Regions from separate parts of the Mus musculus genome. Here all the other regions are linked to region 1. Evidence: chromatin contacts called from public ChIA-PET, Hi-C, HiChIP or PLAC-seq and promoter capture Hi-C data. All regions are on one chromosome and are shown on one strand. The core of a region is the stretch at or near the end of the contact, and the rest is flanking DNA. Distances in the headings are between cores, read along the strand shown. Region 1 holds the start of Twistnb (twist basic helix-loop-helix transcription factor 1 neighbor). Region 2 holds the start of Ferd3l (Fer3 like bHLH transcription factor). Region 3 holds the start of Sypl (synaptophysin-like protein). Region 4 overlaps F730043M19Rik (RIKEN cDNA F730043M19 gene). Region 5 overlaps Atxn7l1 (ataxin 7-like 1).

Region 1 (2,733 bases), core at 105-2,604:
ACTCTTAACTAATACTCAAGTAATACTGAAACCTAATTTGCATTGGAAAAAATAGGCTTCTTTTAGCATACCTTTAGCACAGTAACAAGGAGAGGTGTCCAGCTCAATTAAACAGTGTATTCTATTCTACATGGCTGCATTATCCAATTCTGTTACAGAAATGATCCGATTCTCGTCTGTAGTGTGGCTCCTATTATGCATCTTTAAATAACTTTTCCCCAATGAATGAAAAGCTGGTTAGACTACTTAACATAACTATGTTTCCATGCTTAGTGACCACCTTGGATGGTTAATGGGGCTGACTGCCAAAGTCCTCGAGAGTGGTAACTGCTTTGGATAATTTGCCCCAAAACAATCCCTGCAATTTCTGAAGTGTCATTGAATTACTAAAGACATCGATGTCATCTCAGGTATCTCTGAACCTTGCCCCCATTCCCGCCAAATTAGTTGTGAAGTGTTATGGCATATCATTTCCCATTGAAATTCTGAGATTTTCTTTTTCAAGGTATTCTTACTAGTGCTTAATATAAATGCACTGGTGTGTGTGTGTGTGTGTGTGTGTGTGTGTGTGTGTGTGTGAACTTTCTATTCCTACAAAAAATTAGGCTCGTCGTTCATCCCCAATTAGCGCCCCCCGGGGGGACGGGGAACAATGAAATTACAAACAAACCTGCCTATGTTTTGCAATGAACCGGCTTCCACATTAGGAGAATAATACTGACAGCAAATTTTCATTATTAGGTGAGAACACACCCGGAAGTGATTAAACGAAACGTTTAATACCCAAAGCTCAGCCTGGTGGGTTTCTAGACACCGGGCACCTCTAGTCTCCACACGGGGAGTGCTTTTAGCACTGCAGCAGCCGCCACTCACACCACACCAGCCAGTTTCATCCCCAGGAACCGGGCCACTGCATCCAGGCCAGCGGCGCCGAAGGCGACGGTAGACGCCGGGGCTAAGGTTCACGAAGCTCGTGCGACTTTACTTCCGCGGCGCCGTGGGGTTACGGAGCTGAGGGCCCGTTGGCCAGCAGAGACGGGGCTCCCGGGAGGACGCGGCGACATCTTACCTCTCGGAGTAGCGCAGGAGCTCGGCGTCCAGCTGCTCGCGGATGCCCGTGCGCTTCCTGCTCAGGTAGCGGGGCGACAGGGCGATGTGCCTGCGGTGCGGGGCAGCCACCAAGCACGAATAGCGGCTGCCCACCAGCGCGCACGCCGCCGCGTAGCTCGGCAACTCCAGGCAAGGCAGGACCCCGGCCTGACCCGCCACGGGCCTCTCGGAGGCCGCCTGGGACCGCTGAGACTCCACAGATCCCGCAGCCATGAGGCTTGGCTGGGTGCTTCGGGGCGCGCACGGATGACGCAAGCATTCCTCCCGCCTCACCTCTGAGTGTTGATGATGGCTGACATCATCAAAAGGCGACCGACCGCGGCCTGGGGATTTTTAATCTTCTAAAGCTGCATTATAGAGGTTTGACCAGCAGAGGGCTGCTGCTCTTTCCCGAGTCCAGATAAACCTCTGAGGCCGTGTACCTATAGAGCATGTGTGATATCCAGAGGCGGTTCTCTGATATCTATAGGCAGATGTTCATCACTTCAAAGTATGCTCAGTTATGGAGCGAAGCTTGAATTTATTGAATTTATTGATCTGGGCACCTAAGTATAAAAAGGCAGAGGCCCAAAATAGCTTGTTTTGTTTTGTTTTGTTTTTTAAGCTCCCAGTTTCTTTCAATACTGGGTCAAGGCCTAGTGAATTAATGGTTTGAGCTTTTGTTTTGTTTTGTTTTGTTTTGTTTTAATTCTTTTGGTTTTCTGTTTTTGTTTTGTTTTTAGACAGTATCTCTCCATGTAGCCTTGGGTGACTTGAAACTCGCTATGTAGACCAAGCTGGTTTGGTTCTAACATTTAGATATTTGCCTGCCTCTGCCACAAGAGAGCTGGGATAAAAAGCACGAGCCACTACTCCCAACTGAGTATTGTCTTTATTGGATTCAGCATGGCTATTGATAGGAGTGCCCGGTTCCAGCTGCAATGAGGCCTGATACATTGTTATGCGCCTGAGCTGTTCAATAAGGAATCAGAAACATTCGTGGAGATTTTCACTGCTGAACCCAATCATACACCGCAGCAGGCCACAAATTGCAAAGGCAACATCTGAACTGCTAACACCATACCTCTCCAATCTAGGGTCCCTCTGCCTTCTGCTATATCACAGTGAGAGTGTTGTGACATGTTTTTCAAATGGCTAAGCCCAGCTACCAGCTTTGACCTTCTTTTGTATACCCAGACATCAACCATATCAGCACAAGGGTTTGTATTGCCCAAGGGATAAAAAAGAAACCTTCATTTGGACCGTGATGTCCTAACAACCCAAACTGTTCCTCTAGCTCTTACAACCCTCCACCTTCTTCAACTATGATCTCTAAGCCTTGGGTGCAGGAACTGTGCACATCTTGGGCTGCAAAATGTTGGTTTAAAAAGCCCAGCTTCATAAAAAACTACCTACCTTGGCTACCTGATGAAGGGAAGCAAGAGGAGCCCACCGCAGAATAGCATTGTTACCATCCTTCAGATTCCAATGCCAAAGACTAAGACAGCTGTATATTGCTGGCTCTGAATATCAGAGTTTATGGAAATAGCAAGGCCTGTCTATAGACTAGCACAAAGCAGATACTAAGCCCCTAATCTGGACTAATACTAAACAAAAGGCATTTGAGGCCTTAAAAACAGCTCT
Region 2 (2,733 bases), core at 84-2,583, 500 kb before region 1:
CGAAGGAAGAACCCCGCCCCCACCTCCCACCCTTACCGGGAGAGACAAGAACAGAGTTTAGTTCTGAGCAAAAGGCTAATGGCCATTTTCACTGAGGACTGCGTTTAACTGGGACAAGTTAGAGTACACTTGCAAACAATTCAGGTAGGGGAGTTTCCACAGCACCCAGTGTTAGGGTGGTGTGGGGATGGCGATGAGGGAGGGAGAGGGATCCTTCTCAGAGGCCATATTTTGAGAGTTTGTTCGGCCCCTGCATCACTCACTCCCTCTTTGTCCCCCCACCCCCCAAGTAGTCTGAGAGGACTGTTCCCATAAAGAACCAAGAGAAAGTTGCACCAAGAGCGCTCCCCTGGTCTCTGCCTTAGGTGTGCTCACCTGTGCGCTTGCTAGAATGAAGCCCCAGCTGGAGATGGAATTGGGGCAGCAACTAATCATGCGAGCGATTATTTTATTATTTCTACTGTTGAAAAGGAGCAAGGAGGAGAGATCACCAGAGGTCCGTGGAGGAGCAGACCAGTTTCCCACCTGCTCCAAGCAAGAAGCTCTAACTCCCTAAATCCTTGACCCCGGGAACTCCCAACCTGCCCAGCTAGACCCTTATTGTGCCGGATCCCCAACTTATTCACTGCAGAGCTGCCGCGAGTGGGGAGTTTACCATCTCAAACCCCGCCTCAGAAGGCCAGCGGCCCCTCTGCCTTCCAGACGCACCCCGCCAAGCACGATGAGGCGGGGGAGTGTCTCTTGGGCTCACCCCTCCCCGCTCAGCTGGCCTCCTTTTCCTCCTTGCTCTGCAGGAGCTCGGTCATGAAGGAAATGTAGACGATGGCCAAGCGGAGGGTCTCGATCCTCGACAGTCTCTTCTCATAAGCGAAGGTGGGTACCTTTCTGCGCAGCTGGTCGAAGGCCTCGTTTAGGTTGAACATCCTCTTCCTCTCGCGAATGTTGGCGGCCTGGCGCTGGGCATAAGTAATAACTCTTTTTCTTTTGGGGCGGCCCAGCAAGGATGCTACTCTGCCGCGCCCCTCTCCCTCCTCTTCCTCCTCTTCTGGGTCCTCATATTCCACTTCGTCCCCCTCTACTTCCTGATATCTTTCATCAAACTGCGACAGTCTCCCAGGTCTTCCCTCTCTGTACCCCAGTGTTCGGTCCCCAAAAGGGACCCCAGGTGGGAACTCGCAGAGAAGAGGGTGTCTGGGAGAGGCCAGAGAGAGATCTGCTACGAAGTTCAGCACGGTAGCATCCAAGCAGCTCTCTGGATAGGCGGCCATCACTCAGCGTCTATCTCACCGATTTTCTTGCAGGAATGGCATAGCTGCCGATAGAGCTCCTTGGTGGCCTTGATTCCTGCAGCGTATCATCACCAAACTCGGGGAGACATTTATAACCAAACTGAAAAAGGATTCTTAGCAGGGAGACTGAAGGCTAGGGCAACGTCCCTCTTCTGTAAGCTGATAGAAGATGACAAGTTCAAGCATTCACAGAAGGCTCAAGGCGGCAGACTTTCAGGCTCTAAGGTATTTCCCCCCCTTGCTGCACCACCTCTGCAGGGCAGTTCCTTCTTGGCAGCAGGCCCCAGTTCTTACCTGCTGTGCTTTTTTGTCTCTGGTCTCATCCCAGTATCCATTCAATGTTCTTTTGGTTCCTTATTCCGTATAGGTCTTTAATTTCGATTTGGATTTTCAAAGCCAAAATCTTTCCACTGCGATGGCTTCTCCTTGGCTTCAGGATAGGAGTCCTGAATCTTGCCTCCATTTGCCAATGGATGTGAAATAAGGGCATGCGCTTTTAATGATGTCCAGAAGAGAGGCCCTTCCTGCCAGGGGTCGAGGGGAGCTGTTTGTCTGGTATCCCAGCACAGCGGCTGCTGAAAGGCAAGACCTTCCATTAGCTTAAGTAAGCATGGCTAGGGGGCCGATCACATTCCCCAGTGTCTCTGTTGGAACCGGTGTCTTTTCTCCTTCTAGGACATCGCAAACAACTCACTGCCTGGTTACAGACCCTGACTTCTGAAGTCGGCTTGAACACAATCAGACTGACAATTGAGATACTTGACTCTCCCTGGTCTTATCCTCCACTGTGGAGGGTTATATTTGAAGAAAAGAGTTATGGTGATAAAGAAATATAAAACGGAGATTCCAGACATTTACTGCATAAGCCCTTTACTGTGTAATTACCCCTTAGGGGACAAAGTATCACCGTCCTGTCCCTGTCTTCCCCGTTCCTGCCTCCCTCCCCCTACCCCCGACCCTGCAAGCCTCCTTTGAAAAATTCGATTTAGCTTTAATAAGAGAGAGAGAGTGAACAGCTCACTCTCTGTTAGGGAGTTAGCCTTCGAACTTTTAAATTGCCAATCAAGCATTTGTTCTTGAACAAAGAAAAATCCTGACACTTTGATCTGGCTGCTACCCTCACTCCTTTGTATACCAAAGTAAGGTTTTAGAAGGAAAACTATACCTTACTGAAATTTCAGGGAAATTTGGTGTCTATCCACAGAAATAGAAGAGATTCTAAACTTAATACACTAAGAAGTTTTTCTGATTTTTGTATGTCCCGAATGTCCACACACACTTTATTTTTTCCATCTTTTGGTTTACTAACAGCTAGTTTATTACTCGGTGTAAAGATCTGTTTTTTTTTTTTTTTTTTAAACCTCCTAGGAGGCAAACAACACGTTGAAAAATCCAGTTCCTAGGTAGGTCAGAAGAAATAGCAGAAAATATGTAAATGGATATT
Region 3 (2,733 bases), core at 137-2,636, 480 kb after region 1:
TATTTGTTGGGTAAATACTCACTACACCATTAACACTCTATAGTCTTACTACAAACTTACTGCCTGTGTAATAAAAGGTTTTCAAACTCAAAGTATTATTTTAAGAAACTTAAAGATAATTTCAGCACACAACAAAATTACTCCTACTTTAAAATATTCAAGAAAAGATATAAGCTGCCTCTTACTTAAGTGAAAATCTAAATTATTAAACTGAATTGTAACATTCAATGAGACTAAATGTAAGGTTCATTCTTAACACACATTTCTTTGATTTCTCCCCTATGACTTTTGGAATTAAAATAACAACCTTCTTCTAAACTTAGGGTTGCACAGAAAGTCACGTGTCTTTTGCCAGTTGCAAGAGCAGCATTTCAGTTTTCACAAAATTGAAGGCATAAAGTGTAAATACAAAAATCAGAGCGAGCAGTCATCAGTCATCGGAGAACTTCAAGCTCTTCGTTAAAACACACGCACGAAACCGGAGAGTTCTTATTTTTCACCCTCAACATGAACTGTGAAGGAATTAAACGTTATCGGCTACGAAACACTACCTGACTGCACACGGGGCAAATAAATGCCAAGTGCTTACATTAACTCTTCAAGTCAGCACCCAACTATAGTGGGCCGCTAAGTTTGAAGGAAAATCGCAGAGCTTGATAAACTAGCTGCACGTGACAAGGTCTAACTTGTAAGTCTCCTTTGATGTTAATGATTGCTTGGCAGGAAAGGGCAGAAAGCTGACTTTCCAAGCAGGATGTTGCTATAAACAATCTCGACGTCCAGGCCAGGCGTTAAATGGGCCGACAATTTAATGCGTCGGGGCAAGGGCTTTGCCTCGGCTTCTCTGACACACACTATTTTTAACAGGAGCCCATACCCGCCGCCAGCGAAGGGCGCAACCCAGGTCTAGCCTCGCCCGCGGAAGCCGCGGGCCTCCGGGCGGTCGGTATCAGTTGGACCGCAGCAGGAAATCCTGTCTTCCTTTGCGGATGGCAGTGGAGCCTGAGAAAAAAAAGCGAGCGAGCTTCCACGCCTCCGCGGCTAGGGGCGGCCGGGAGAAGCCGCCCACACCGGCGACTCGACTCGACGCCGGCCGCCATCTCCGCCCCGCGGCCTTCGAGCGTGGGGGACTCCCTCACGACCGCGTCCCCGCCTCCCGGCAAGGCGCCCCGCGCTGGACCGGGCGAGGTCGGCGTCGCAAGCTGCACTCACCCACTCGAGGATCTTGATGAAGCCGAGCGGCTCCTTGAGCGGGTTGAGGTTGATCTGGAAGGCGGACATCCTCTGAGGGAAAGGAGGGAAGAGAGTCAGGACGCGGGGCGGAGGAGGGGAGCGGCGAGACCGGAGCGACTCCGCGGCGAGAGCGGGAGGCGGAGCCGGCGGGGCTGGGGGCGGGGCCGGAGGGGTGGGGACGAAGGGGCATCGGGGCGGGACGGCCTGGCCTTTAAGGCGGGGCCGGGCGGCCGTTGAGTCCGCGCCCAGGAGACAGAGAGGGCGAGCCGAGACCAGGCCGAGGAGGGACTGGGAAGGGCTGGCTCCTCCCCCGGCCGCACCTGACTCAGCCGGCTGAACCGCTGACGAACCATGTTGGCTTTGGAAGCCATGCGTGTGCCGCGCCCCCTTCCCCAAAGCCTAGCTCTGTCTCTAACGCGCACGCGCGCTCCCTAGGCCCCAGACTCTTTTCCGGCCTTTGCGAGCGCGCGACGGGGGTGGGTGGGGTCGGGGGACAGCTGCGCCTGCGCAGCACGGCCCTCCACCTCGGTGGCGTTCTGGTTGCTATGCCCTTTTGTGGCTGTGACTGCCCGCCCTCACAACGGCCCGTTTTCTTCCCAGTGCTCTGAACTTTTGGGCAAATGTGTCAAGTGTGTACACAGACAAAGCCTCACTTCAAAGCTCGTGTTCAGGGCCCTTAAAGTCATAGTTATTGCAAAACTGCGGCCGTCTGGCGAACCTGCCTTATGTAAGGGTGCTTGAACGTATGATTCACCAAACATTTCCGCAGACATCGCAAAGTTGTTGGAGCCAGAGTAGGAGAAAGACCACCCATTTGAGATCATGGCTTGACAGGTCTCACAGGACAACTCATCTCTCCACCTCTATCCCCGTTTGGCGAGGCCTGTATTTCGTGCCGTTTTTTTTTGGGGGGGGGCGGGGGAGTGGGGGGGGGTCAAGTTAACTCATCTTTCATGATTTGTCTTAGGGAACACTCCCTCCTGCCACCAGAATGGGACCAATCTAGACATCTCTTCTCTGGCTTCCTTGTGCCTGGCCTTTTTTGGAGGGTTGGGATAGTGGCCTGTCTTCATGCATGGTGAGATAACACCAACATCGAAGGAAGATCTTTGCCACAGAGGATCCTAGTTCCAGCTCCCAGGTACTTATTTATATTTCCTAAATGTCAGTGGAGTATTCCATTAGAACTGACCACTACCCATGAACAGTTACTACCAAGCTAACACTTCCTCCTTCCTTCACTCTTATTTCCGTGTATTCCACTCAGCATTTCTCTTTAAGTCTTAAAAAAAAAAAGTTATTTTCTGCTGAGACCTGTTGGATAGGAACCCACAAGTAAATCACTTAGCTGTGCTTCAAAGGAAAAAGTATTCAAAGTAGAATTATACAAAATAGCCAAAAATATATTCAATGTAATTTCAAAATGAAATAGATGCTAACAGGATGGGATAATGCTCATCTTGCAACTTTATAGAGCTGAGAGGTCTGAAACAATTTGTA
Region 4 (2,733 bases), core at 152-2,651, 300 kb after region 1:
ACAGCCTGTATCATACTATCTGATTAGTGCTGTTCACCACAAGCAGGGTGGAGTGCTAATTCGCAGAGAGCTGCTGCCAGTCATTTGCAAGTTGGCAGCCCCGCAGAGACACACGTCTGCAGGAATGTGCTGAAGGTCACACAGCCAGCAAGTGCCAGACCAAGAAGGATCTTCCTTTGTGATTGGTTCAGAAGGGAGGGGGTGGAGGGTGGGGGTGGCAGCAGGAGTGGCCTAGAGGCTTGGAGTTAGATGGATGCCTGGTTTGCTAACAGTTCAGAAACTACTTAAACTGACCCAGGGTGGAAATGGGGGTCTGGGTGTGGTTAAGGAGACAGAAGCACTCCCTCTGGCAGCTTGAATGGCTGAACAGCTTCCTGCTGAGTGGTGAGTTAGAAGAAATGGCTTACAAGATCCTGAAAGGAGCCATCATGAAAAGTCCTGTTTTGTGCAGAGCTTCTGATGGGGACTAGCTTTTAGCTTTTGTTTTAAAACTCAACTCTCCAAAATCCCAAAGCATGCCACCATGTTTATGCTCTGCAATCGTATCACCCGTGGGTGCATCTCTAGAGCTCTAGAATAGGTCAGACTCCAGTAAGGCTGCTTGCATGTAGATGACAGTTGCACAGAGCCTCTGGCAATTTAAACAGACTAAGCCTCTAAGAGAGAGAAAGAATTTGCACACCCCCCCTCCCCACTTCTTTGACCCCACACCAGTGACACCGATCTTTCCGTGGCAACCTTCCTGCCATCGGAGGGTGAACAGCTTGTGTGTGTGCCGTGTGCTGTGTGTGCAGCACTGGCCGTGGCAGTTGGCTGTGTTTGGACACTTTGCAATCTGTACTCTGTGCTTTTGTTTCCAGGGTCTCGTGAGCCACTTTACTCTGCTCATGACTCTCCGGTGGAAACATCTTGCTTCCATGGTTCAGAGTGCCTGTGTGTCAGGAATGATGGACATGCTAATTTGGAGCAGGCTTCCATTAAACCTTTGCCATGATTTGGCAAAACTGCCTTGGCTGTGGCTGGTATTCTGACCCAGGAATGGAAACAGATTCTGGCATCTCTCTGTGGCAAGAATAACACAGCTGAGTTGTATGTTGTGGTTCTTACAGTCTCTTAATACTATTTTATAGAGACTTACAAATTGTCCCATGTTCAGCTCAATTTGTTGTTTATTGATTTTTTTTCTTTCATTTGTTTGTTTGTTCGTTTGTTTGTTTATTAAGGCATCTTTCTATATAGCTCTGGCTAGTTTGGAACCCACTCATTCGTGCCATCATGCCTGGCCCACATCTGCTATTTTGATAGGCTTTTTCTTTTAAGCAGTTTTTGATTGATGGCAAAACTGAGCAGGAAGTACAGTTTCCAAAACATGTAACTTCCTCCTCTATGAATATTTCTCAGCCAAGTGGCACATGTGTCACAGATGAGGGTCTGACACTGTCATCACTGTCACCCCTGTATATCCACCATTGTAGTGGTTTCACTGCCCTGAGAAATACCTGGCTTATTTATCTCTGCTCTCTGCTAACCCCCTGTAAAGCCACAGCTTTGTCTTAACCATCCCAGTAGGTGTTCTTTTCCGGTCTGCTCTTTTTCTTGTGTGTGCACTTAAGATTGTTCTGTGTCATTCTATGGCTTGGCAGCTCATTTCTTTTCAGTGCTGAGTAATACTCCATTTGTCTGGATGTACCACAGTGTTTCCTTTCTTCCGTTCTCCTGCTGAGGGACATCTTGGCTGCTTCCTCATTTTAGCAAGTCTGAATGAAGCTGAGATAAACATCCACGCGCAGGTTTCTGTGTGGACATAACTTTTCAATCTTTTGGGTAAATACCCAAAAAGCATGATTACCGGATCATATGGTAAGAGTATATTTAGTTTTGTGAGTCTGCCAAGCTGTCTTCCAACGTGGCGGTTCCACCGGCAGCATAGTGAAGTCCCTGCTTCTAGTCTTGGCAGCGTTTGGCACTGCCAGTGTTTTTAGATGTTAGCCACGCTAATGGTTGTATGATGGCATCTTCCTGTTGCTCTCATTTTCATTCCCGAGTACTGGATGCGTCTTCCATCTCTATATCTTCTTTGATGAGGCATCTGTTCAGAGAGTTTGCCCATTTTAAAACTATGTTCGTTGCTCATATCCCTATTGGGTTTTAAGAGGGTCTTGTGGAGTTTGGATAACGGTCCTTCATCGGGTATGTCTTCTGCCAGTATAGTCTCCCAGCCTTGGCTTTCCCTGTTTTCCTGCACATACAACACTGTGATGTTATATGTGGTAGGGGTTATAAATGCATTTAAAGGAAGCGTTTCCTTTTAGGTTGCTTATTCTCATGGAGAAAAGTCTACTGCCTGGGCATAGCAGTCCTCTGGTGTTTTTATATTGGCTGTCTGTGATACTGATAAGAGATCATAGGTGTGACAAACCGTCCAGAGACCTGCCCTACTGGGACGTTGTCTTACTCAGGAAGAGTTTAAGCAAAACTCTCCTGGCCTGTGTATTCAGATCCTGCACTGGAAGACTGGATGTTACTGGTGATCTAAGACTACCAATGACTGGTAATTACACAGTCTTTCAGAATCCATGTTCACTGGCGTCACCTCCATGGCTTAGTGAAATAGCAAATGACTTACCCAAATGAGGTGGGCTGTGGCAAGAATCATCTTTATTTCGTTTGCCTGGCATAACCATTTCTAAGTAGCATGGAGTTCTAAGCTGTGTGCTTCATGTAACTTCCCAT
Region 5 (2,733 bases), core at 121-2,620, 270 kb after region 1:
AAGAAAGCAATCCCAGACGATACCTAAATGAACAAGCAGGGCTCTACTGCAGTAACCCCTCCCCTTCTTGACACAGCCTCATATAGCTGCCCAGGCTGGCCTCAAACTTAATACGTAGCCCAGGCTAGCCTTGAACTTATGATCCTCCTCTGCCTCTGCCTCTCTGCCTCTCTGCCTCCCAAGTGCTAGAATTTCAGGTATGTGCCACCATGCCTGGTTTTTTTATTCTTTGCTGGCGACTTAACCTAGGGATCTCTGCATGCTAAGCAAGCAGCCCAACAACTACCTATATCCAAAGATGTACGATAACTTCCATGTATAAAAACAGGTTTCAGGTAAGATAGTGCCAGTGGGCTGTGTTGCTGACTACTGTCCAAGTTGTTCACACTGTACGTGTACTGTGCACTTGTTAAGAGGACAGTAACTAACCTCAGCTTGGATTCTACACTGAGAGCTTGACATGCAGGGATGAGAATTCAGAAACAAACCACTGGATGGGATAAAACTTTAAGATATTTTATTATTCATAAATTGTATACTCTGCATCATTTTATCAGTAAAATTTGTAATTAGCAATATTTTAGAATAGGTTCCTTATAATAACACTGGTAGCAGTCGGGTAATTGTAAAACTCTTTAAGTGTGTGCATGTGTGTGTGTATATATATATATATATATAAATAAGAGAGAGGGGAGGGGAGGAGAGGGGAGGGGAGGGGAGGGGAGGGGAGGGGAGGGGAGGGGAGGGGAGGGGAGGGGAGGGAAGGGGAGGGGAGGGGAGGGAGATCTGCCCCTAGGACCCCAAATAGAAAAGGCAAGATGTATATAATAATTTCTGAACCAAGGGATGTGCTTCTGTGCAGTGCCCATGCAAGCCTGCAGTGGTCCATCCCATGGATGAAGCTGTGGTTTCCCTTTGGTCCTGATGAATTTCACCATGCCTTCTTTTTCCCAACAGCAGCTTCCTGGGGAACTCACAGCTCTCCAAAGGCCTTCGTAACTCTTCCCTGGAACACGGACTCTCCACATCCTAGCCATTTCTGCTGTTTCTATCTAAAGTGTCCTCCCTTCCTCCCTCCCTTCCTTCCTTCTTTCCTTCCTACCTACCTACAAGAACTTGGCTTCTACAACATACCCTTTACTGTGTTCCACGCAGAGCCACAGCCAAGCAGCCCTGCCCTTAAAGGTCTTGCTGACCATAAACTGAAGTCTTTTCCTCTTCTTATCACTGGGAATCTTGAACCCCACTCCATCCTCTGTGCAGTGTCAGGGACCCCAGTGAGCTGCATGGTGAGTTCCTGAGGGTAGTGGCCGAGGCTTCCCCCTCGTACCCCACAAAGGACCCAGCCCCGTGTCACCCACTTCCTGGGTGCTCAGCGGTTTCCTGATGAGTCAGGGTTACAGGAAGCACCCTGGCTTCCTAACACACAGGAGTCCCATTCACCCGAGTCTGCAATTTGCCTCAGTGGCTCACCTAAGCCAGCCTAAATTCTCCAATCGGAAGGTAAGAACCAGCTTATTGCAAGTGTAATTATCTTCTTCCTTCCTCAAATTAAAGCAGAGGGTCCCCTGAGTGTGTGGGGTAATGCTTCATAATGTTTTAAAACTCGGGCTCTACTAACCCCTAGCACCATTCTTCCTGGAGCGTCCCCTGTCTCTGAACTTCCGCGATGACTGTATTTTCACAACACACACATCTTGAAATGCCAGCACACCAATCCTCAGTCTTGCCAGCTTAAGAATCGTGGTGTTCAAACCCAATGTCTGAAAGTTAGTAATTAAAGGGAAAGCCCCCACTCCAGCTTTTAAGTGGAATCTAAAAGAATGGTGCCTTCTTCACTGACGAATGCTGGCTGGAAAAAGTAGGTCAGAGGCATGGAATCTGTAAGCGGTCATCCTTCTCCCCGTGAAGAAATGATGAATCCTGGCAGCCACCACTGATGGATGCTAAGGGGGTCCTGAGAAACTCCCTGCTGTGGAACGGGGATTTCACCGAGTGCCAGAGCAGTCCCCACACAGGTGTGGTGCTCACTGCAGAAGGAAACCCATCTCTGCAATGCATAGCACGGTTTTATAAGATGAAGCTCTGAAAACTCGGATGTGTTAGCTCAAGAAAACAAGTCAGGATGTGACAGAGTAACAAACAGGTGAAATGCCATTAGGCCTGCAACTCATTTTAAAACGTTACATATATATGTATGTGATATATATGTATATGATGTATATATGTGTGTGTATAATGTATGTGTTCATATATATGTAAATTATAAATTTTATATATACATTTACAATGAAACAAGGCACAATACAGGCCACTGTTTTCGTCTACATGGTGTGTGCACAGGTGACTCTGGTGGCATACCATCTTTTTCTGTGTGAGCAACCTTAATGTTGACATTGAATGGGAAGATGCAGGCTGGGGGTTACCTCTGAATGCTAAAAGAGGAACTTCCTGGCACTACAGGATGATCCCATGGGGAAGGCATTTGTCATGCACGCCTGATGAGCTAAGTTTGACTTCTGGCACTCATGGAACGGTGGGAGGAATTAAACAGTTGAGGGCCCAATGCATTGTGAATTCGGCCTGCAGCACAGTGTCCCGGGGAACCTAGAGGCCATACAGCCTGCCATGCGAGATGCAGGGAAGAGATTTCCAGGCTAAAGCTGGTCCTGAAACAAAAGGTGGCTATGAGCACAAGGGAGGAGACTAGGGAAGCAGAGACAGAGGAGGAAC

What was found. Hi-C and Micro-C count contacts between places; a contact is called where the count stands out from the background. ChIA-PET counts read pairs in DNA pulled down with a chosen protein or histone mark. HiChIP or PLAC-seq counts read pairs in DNA pulled down with a chosen protein or histone mark. Capture Hi-C pulls out chosen DNA fragments and counts their contacts.
Region 2: a contact with region 1 is called in an H3K4me3 HiChIP or PLAC-seq map of embryonic stem cells, with 5 times the contacts expected there. The contact joins the promoter of Ferd3l here to the promoter of Twistnb in region 1. A contact is called at or near these places in 11 of 39 promoter capture datasets (the 3T3-L1 cell line, cranial neural crest, embryonic stem cells and 5 more) and 2 of 115 datasets of contacts at active chromatin or transcription factors (embryonic stem cells and stem cell-derived neural progenitor cells).
Region 3: a promoter capture Hi-C map of adipose tissue shows a contact between it and region 1. The contact joins the promoter of Sypl here to the promoter of Twistnb in region 1. A contact is called at or near these places in 24 of 39 promoter capture datasets (the 3T3-L1 cell line, 3T3-L1-derived adipocytes, the C10 cell line and 15 more), 2 of 15 datasets of contacts at CTCF or cohesin (the NIH/3T3 cell line and large pre-B cells), 9 of 484 Hi-C or Micro-C datasets (CD8 T cells, embryonic stem cells, liver and 3 more), 21 of 115 datasets of contacts at active chromatin or transcription factors (T-cell acute lymphoblastic leukemia, acute myeloid leukemia, astrocytes and 13 more) and 2 of 9 other capture datasets (adipose tissue and liver).
Region 4: a Hi-C map of regulatory T cells shows a contact between it and region 1, with 7 times the contacts expected there. The contact joins the enhancer-like site here to the promoter of Twistnb in region 1. A contact is called at or near these places in 2 of 39 promoter capture datasets (the 3T3-L1 cell line and the HPC-7 cell line), 1 of 484 Hi-C or Micro-C datasets (regulatory T cells), 1 of 115 datasets of contacts at active chromatin or transcription factors (memory CD8 T cells) and 1 of 9 other capture datasets (adipose tissue).
Region 5: an RNA polymerase II ChIA-PET map of memory CD8 T cells shows a contact between it and region 1, with 19 read pairs. The contact joins the enhancer-like site here to the promoter of Twistnb in region 1. A contact is called at or near these places in 11 of 39 promoter capture datasets (the 3T3-L1 cell line, the HPC-7 cell line, embryonic stem cells and 6 more), 5 of 484 Hi-C or Micro-C datasets (B cells, CD4 T cells, the G1E-ER4 cell line and 1 more), 2 of 115 datasets of contacts at active chromatin or transcription factors (effector CD8 T cells and memory CD8 T cells) and 1 of 9 other capture datasets (adipose tissue).

Annotation. Positions count from the first base shown.
Region 1 is chr12:33,428,245-33,430,977 of GRCm38.p6, reverse strand. Twistnb (twist basic helix-loop-helix transcription factor 1 neighbor) reads right to left here and starts at 1,354. Exons shown (of 4, transcript NM_172253.2): 1 at 1,070-1,354. The coding sequence starts at 1,323.
Region 2 is chr12:33,927,025-33,929,757 of GRCm38.p6, reverse strand. It overlaps Ferd3l (Fer3 like bHLH transcription factor), which reads right to left and starts at 1,333. Exons shown (of 1, transcript NM_033522.2): 1 at 448-1,333. The coding sequence starts at 1,268. The coding sequence ends at 762. All of the region lies in intron 1 of Gm40383 (a long non-coding RNA gene), which reads left to right.
Region 3 is chr12:32,952,839-32,955,571 of GRCm38.p6, reverse strand. Sypl (synaptophysin-like protein) reads right to left here and starts at 1,386. Exons shown (of 5, transcript NM_198710.3): 1 at 1,213-1,386. The coding sequence starts at 1,281. 4933406C10Rik (RIKEN cDNA 4933406C10 gene) reads left to right here and starts at 1,783. Exons shown (of 6, transcript NR_044986.1): 1 at 1,783-2,067; 2 at 2,201-2,374.
Region 4 is chr12:33,127,024-33,129,756 of GRCm38.p6, reverse strand. The region is part of intron 4 of F730043M19Rik (RIKEN cDNA F730043M19 gene); the gene reads left to right. Among named protein-coding and RNA genes, the nearest start is that of Atxn7l1, 19 kb to the left of the region's middle. Within about 2 kb of position 1,401, at least 47 of the 459 cell types and tissues checked have an H3K27ac peak or open chromatin away from gene starts, as enhancers often do. A contact at or near this core is called in the HPC-7 cell line, adipose tissue, memory CD8 T cells and 1 more, where this site is marked.
Region 5 is chr12:33,159,293-33,162,025 of GRCm38.p6, reverse strand. The region is part of intron 2 of Atxn7l1 (ataxin 7-like 1); the gene reads right to left. Among named protein-coding and RNA genes, the nearest start is that of F730043M19Rik, 13 kb to the right of the region's middle. Within about 2 kb of position 1,370, at least 62 of the 459 cell types and tissues checked have an H3K27ac peak or open chromatin away from gene starts, as enhancers often do. A contact at or near this core is called in the G1E-ER4 cell line, effector CD8 T cells, hematopoietic stem and progenitor cells and 1 more, where this site is marked.